Linked DNA regions of Gossypium hirsutum: region 1 is linked to region 2. The links are chromatin contacts, called in public Hi-C maps. All regions are on one chromosome and are shown on one strand. The core of a region is the stretch at or near the end of the contact, and the rest is flanking DNA. Distances in the headings are between cores, read along the strand shown. Region 1 holds the start of LOC121212704 (clathrin light chain 2). Region 2 holds the start of LOC107893789 (kinesin-like protein KIN-7F).

Region 1 (3,239 bases), core at 268-2,767, 250 kb after region 2:
GGCTGTGTAACCCCTGTTTTGCATTTTTATCACTTTTTTCTGAAATGTTTCAAATTAGTCCTTGCTTAGTTTTGAATTTTTTTAAACCTTTCTTAAGCTCGATTTAATCCCGATTGATATGAATAACATGTTTTGAATGAATGTTTGATTATTAATGATTGTTTAAATAAATTTTGAAATGAAATATCATGATTCTGTTATGTTATTTACTATAGCATTCTGTAACCTTAATCAAGTGATGAAGACGAGTGAGGGGAGTTACAATTCTAGAGCTTTCGCAAGCTCAATTTAAACTCGATTCGGTTTGCAAAGAATAATTTAATGTGAATGTATGTAATCAATTGATGTTTAATTGAATTTTTTTATTAGGAATTACAAATAACTATTCTAAAATTTGTCATAGCATCTTTTCGCCCGGATTTGACGATCGAACCGGGTGGGGGTGTTACATATTTGTGTGTGTATTTCGGTGATTGTTGTAACTTTATAAAACTTGGGTCCCATGACCAGGTCGGGTAAGGGGTATTACAATATGATTTTATTCAAGTGTAAACAAAGTATAAATGACTTGAGAGTTCTATTTAATATTTTAACCTAAAAAACTATAAAAAAATATTAAAATAGGAAGTTACATTTTGTTGGCCAATGAATGATTCAAAAAAAAAACTTATTTGAAAGAATATATAGAAACAATCAATCTTCTCCTATATTGTTCATACAAAGTGGAAAAGAATTTTTTTATTCAAAATTAAAGTATTCAGAACAAAACTTGTCATCAAACTGATTAGACTATTGATTTTCTAGTCCAACTGGTTCGATCGGTTTGATTGATCCGTTCAATGCTAATAAATAAATCATTAAAAAATCATAAAAATAAAAATATTAAAAATAAAAATATTTTGGTTCAACCACCTAATCAACCGATCTGTATTATTTCTCGAGTTAATCAATCTAATGTTTATACTAGTACCTTGACTAGTTCCCAATCTGACGAACCGGTCCAATTCAGTTCAAATAACAATGTTGAAAAATCCTCCTAAATAATTATTTTCTAAAAAAATATTTTTAAAATTTAGAATTAATTAAAATCCAAATCTAAATTAGAATTATCCAAACACTAATTTTAGATTAATTCAAAATATTGAAATTCAAATATTTTAATTCTCAAACAAAAAATTTAAAAAAAATCATAAAATTCAAAATTTAAAAATCAAAATTTTGAAATCCAAATTCAAATTTCAATTCTCAAACATTGCCCACAATATTTATAAATTTAATAAATCTATATTTTTAATTTTTTTTATTCTCAATAATTTATCCATAATATATACATTTCATTCCTACCATCTACCTAATAATTAAAATCTAAATTCAAAATTTTAAATGAAGATAAAATTCTAAAATTTAAATTCAATTAGAAATACGAAAAATATAAAAATAACTTAAAATCACAAATTTATTTCAAACTTTCTGTAACAGAGTAATTAAATACGCCGCATCGGGTCTCTTATTAAAAATTTTAGATTGCATCCATTTATTGGCTGCCATCTGTCAATTCTCTGCCAGTTACTTTTTTGGTTCGAGAATGCCTTTCTTAGGAGACCGCACAGAGGAACTAGAAGCACATACAGAGTGATTTACTGAAACGGCAGCAATCACGTAGGGTAGGGTCGGGACAAGGAAACCCTTCAAAATCGATGTCGTCTTTTGATGACGATGGCTACTTAGGCTACGACCCTCGCCTCGCTTCCCACCAGCTCCAGTCCTTCGACGCCCACTCGGTTAAGGACTCAGTAGCTGATTCCCTTCCGATGTTCTCCGATGGTACCGGAGATGATGTCTTCTCATCTCAATCGATACCTGAAACACCTCCGATCTACAGTAGCGGTGGTGGAAACTCTGCTTTCTCATCGGAGCAGAACGGAAAAGGATTGAACGGAGAGTTCGGAGGATCGGATGGGCCAATCTTGCCACCGCCTGCTGAGATGGGGCCAGAAGAAGGCTCTGGTTTGAGAGAGTGGCGCAGGTAAGTTTACCACTAGTTGAACTTCATTTCCATTCATTTGATTGTTCAAACTTTTAAAACTATCCAGCTAAATTGTGTATGATTAATAAATATGGAAGGCTCTTTTTTTATTAATTATATAATTGATTATTTTTATGAAGATGATAAAGTTAGCTTTAACGTTGAGTTGTTGATGAGATTGGATTTATGGATTGGCAGGCAGAACGTGATTCGACTGGAGGAGAAGGAAAAGAAAGAGAAAGAGACGTTGGAGCAAATAATAAAGGAAGCAGAGGAGTACAAAGTTGAATTCTACAGGAAGATAAGTATAGCTGTTGAAAATAAAAAAGCCTCCAACAAAGACAAGGAGAAGGTGATACATCAATCAAAATTCTTAACTCCATTGAATGTACTGTATGTTCTGCCCATCAATTTCACATTATGAAATTTTGGTGTTGTAATTATGGTATGTCAAACTGCAAAATTTTGTGATTGAAGGGTTAGGAACTTGGATTTACTAATAGTGTCATGTAAGTGTAATCAGTCCTTGCTTCTTTTTCGAGGTTTAGCGTTTTCTTAGTTGAGTGAAAAAATAAAAAGCAAAGATGAAGTGGAAATGTAGGAGAAGTCCACTAGAGTGAGCCCATTCCTCATTAAGTGTGCAAGTGAGAAAAAGGAAAACAAAGAAACATAATTATTTGTCATGCTAACGTATAAAAAAATTAATTTGAATGTTAAGAGAGTAAATCAGGGAATTTTAAATTAGTTCAAATTATGAATTAAGTCTTTTTTCCTCACTTTTTAAATTTTATGGAGTAATGAATTGAATGGAAATAAAATTATTAATTTTTTGGTTATTTTTTATCTTTTTATCAAGCATACTATATTTTTAAAATTTTTCTACTCCAATTTTTTATTTTTGGGATTTTATTTCTCCTCTCTCAAGGCTTAGTGTTTTCATAGGTATGTTCAATTATGTGGAGAAAGACTAATGGGGATTATTTAATTATTTTGTTTGTTTTTGGTTCATGAACTTCAATTCTTAAGAAAATAAAGGTAATAACTAAAATATATGGTGTTGGTCTGCGTTGAATGTAACTGGTAACTGAGCTGGTTCTGAAGTTAATGGGAGTGTGTATATGTATGTCAGTGTTGTCCAAAAGTTGACCTGTTGGAACTGATTTGAAGCTTTTTGTGTAATTGAATCCTCTTGGTGGTTGACTCGTCATAGTAT
Region 2 (2,916 bases), core at 275-2,774:
GAAAATATGAGTTAGAAACTGAGAGTTGGCTATCACTAGTTTAAGGGAATAAAAAATGGTTTGGCCCCGAAAATGGAAGAGTTTGCTTACCAAATGTATAGGCAGACGGGAATGTGGACCCTTCCCGGAGGGTGTTCCGATATAGGATAGTGTTATCATTGATGCATTCCCAATCAGCAACTTCATTTGCTATAATTTCCTTGTCACTCAAAGGCCTCAACCTCACCACAACAAGAATCCTCTCCTCACGAGCACCTGCCGTTTGCGCCTTCTGTTCTTTCTCCACCTGCTTTAACTCCTCCCCACCAATTGCCCCCATTTTTTTTTCCTACTCCACTTTTCTTGTTACTCACCCTACTAGGCGTTAAGTGAAAAAAAGAGCCATGAATTTGCAGGTTCTCAAAAAGAGGACAAAAAATCAAACTCGATAGATCAAACACACATCGTACTCACCCTTGCTTTCCTAAAAATGCAAGAGAGTTTACAAGTTAACAGCAAGGTTGTTGGGGTTGCTAAATATATATTAAAGCTCAGGCCAATCCTTTCACAACCATAAGCCTATCTGCAAAAAGAAGCTAATCATGATTATAAAATCCAACTAACTATAGAAAACGATCCATGAGTATAAAGACTAATTACTGATTATATCAGCAACAGCGAGCTAATTATAGACTTTATCCAACCAACATGAAAATGATTTGCTTCTTATATTCTACTTTTAAGGTTAAACATCACTTAAATTAACCATTTTTAAAAAACAAAATCAAATGTCAATGAGAACTGGTAGTTAAGATGAAAAGATCCCTTCCTAACCCCCCCCCCAAAAAAAACACTCAAATTTTAATTTTTAATTCTTGAAAGAGCAGAAAACTTTCCCTAGTGGTCACCAACTATGCTTAATAGTCAAGCAACGAAAATCTTCAACTTTATAGTTTATACTCATAAATTAATAATAATAAAAAGTTTTACTCATTTTCTCATTTCTGCTTGTTTTGTTTTCTTTTCCCTCGAAACGAAAATGGCGGTTCAGTTTAAAAGAACTAGTATCAACTTTAGTACCAAAACAGTGTCGTTTTCCCTCCATTATGCTCTCTGATCTGATTCCATAACCGTATACTTTCCACCTCGAAACTCGAGCTCTGCAAAATCCTAACCGAATAAAATCTAAAAACTTGTTTAAAAATGAAAAACAATAGATTTTGATTCGAATAACGTAAGAATCCAAAATTTTCTGGATTTTTTTTTAAAACGCTAGCAGTATTAAGTAGTAACGATTTCTTTAAACGGTCAATTTCTAAATTCAGAAATCAAAATCACCCCCCAAAAAAACAACAGTCTTACATACGAAAACAAAATCTATCCACTTGTCGAATTTTAATGAATTTAAATTTAAAACTAAAAATTCATCGAAGGGGAAGAGAAGATACGTGACTTGGAAGAGCAAAAAAGAAACACTGAAGAAGCGAAATCGAAGGTGCTATGACTTTACGCGTCGAATAAAGTTGAAAAAACGAAAGGATACAATGGAGAATTTTAATTTAAACCAAGGGTAAAAATGGGACAGCAGGATCGGGAAGGGGAGCGTCTTTTGAAAATTTTCTCTTCCTTGATCAATTACTGTTTTACCCTTGCTTTTTTATATGAGCTTGTGTCGCGCCACGTGGTCTTTAAGTTTTCTTGTCAGTAAATGTAACTTTCCATCGCGATGCACCGTTCAATCGACCGCTATATTGTTAAACATCAAAGGTTTAATTATGCTCTCAGTCCCTATACTCTCTGAATATTTGAAATTTAGGCTTTCTATTTTTAACTATACAAATTTAGTCCGTGTACTTATTTGATTTAAAAATTAAAATCCAATTGATAACATTTTTAATGAAATTTAGTTAAATTTAAATATGTGTTATTCTAAAATTAAGGGCATGATTTAAAATTTAAAGCAAAATCAATAACACATTTTCAAATTTGAAGAAAAATAATTAATAGTATTGTCAATTGAACTTTAGTTTTTAAATCAAACAAGTAGAGGACTAAATTTATTAAATTAAAAACATAAGGACAAGTCAATTAAACCACATGTGAAATAATAAAATATTTGTGCACAAGTCTTTAATTGACAATGATCTCGAGTTCAATTCTTAAACAACCTATACCTTGTACCCTTATTAAAAAAGCATAAAGATTAATTTTAAAAGTTTGAGCAATAAAAGGACTAAGGTGGTGAATTAGACTAATGTCAAAATTCCTTTTGGGCTGTTCGGTAGAGTTTTGGATTTTTTAGTTGTTAGGGCACAAATAGAGGATTGAATAATCAAACCCTCTAATTGTAATGTTTGGTGAATGAAGGTTTGCAAGAGCTTGTTGAGCTAAAACTTCCAAAACAAAAAACGCTGGGATGGGCAACATTTTTCACGGTTGAATGGGAATGAGATATGTGGAATGACATATCTAACCATGCTTACTCAAAAATTACTCCCTTTGCCACATGCTCTCAAACCTAACAGGGGTGTTAATATATCAGTAGCTTTCATTCTCCCATTTTCACTTTCACCTCAAAGTCCAAAGCCTAAAGTCCAAAGTAAATCTAAAAAAAAGCCAATGTGAATCTACAAAAATCAACTATGGAGATTCATTTGCAAGATGATTTCATCCATTAAGGTTAGTTCTTTCTATGCTTTTAAATTGTTGTACTTTTTTTTTTGCCTTTATTTGTCAAAAATTTTTGCCGTTGTAAATCAATCTTTTTCCTCTCTGTTAGTCGATTTTTTCCCATGCATGTTAGGATATTATGGGATATTATCTTTTAGAAAATTGAATCCTAATAGGATATTATAGGATATTATTATGGGATATTATCTTTTAGTAATTTGATTCCTACGTAACTATGACTGTATAGATATATATGTACCCTTGAAG

The links. Hi-C and Micro-C count contacts between places; a contact is called where the count stands out from the background.
Region 1: a contact with region 2 is called in a Hi-C map of leaf, with 2.7 times the contacts expected there. The contact joins the promoter of LOC121212704 here to the promoter of LOC107893789 in region 2. A contact is called at or near these places in 8 of 34 Hi-C or Micro-C datasets (callus, hypocotyl, leaf and 2 more).

What each region holds. Positions count from the first base shown.
Region 1 is chrA13:44,193,189-44,196,427 of Gossypium_hirsutum_v2.1, forward strand. LOC121212704 (clathrin light chain 2) reads left to right here and starts at 1,518. Exons shown (of 3, transcript XM_041086021.1): 1 at 1,518-2,026; 2 at 2,225-2,378. The coding sequence starts at 1,698.
Region 2 is chrA13:43,944,871-43,947,786 of Gossypium_hirsutum_v2.1, forward strand. It overlaps LOC107893789 (kinesin-like protein KIN-7F), which reads right to left and starts at 1,525. Exons shown (of 15, transcript XM_041086018.1): 1 at 1,428-1,525; 2 at 454-562; 3 at 91-354. The coding sequence starts at 319.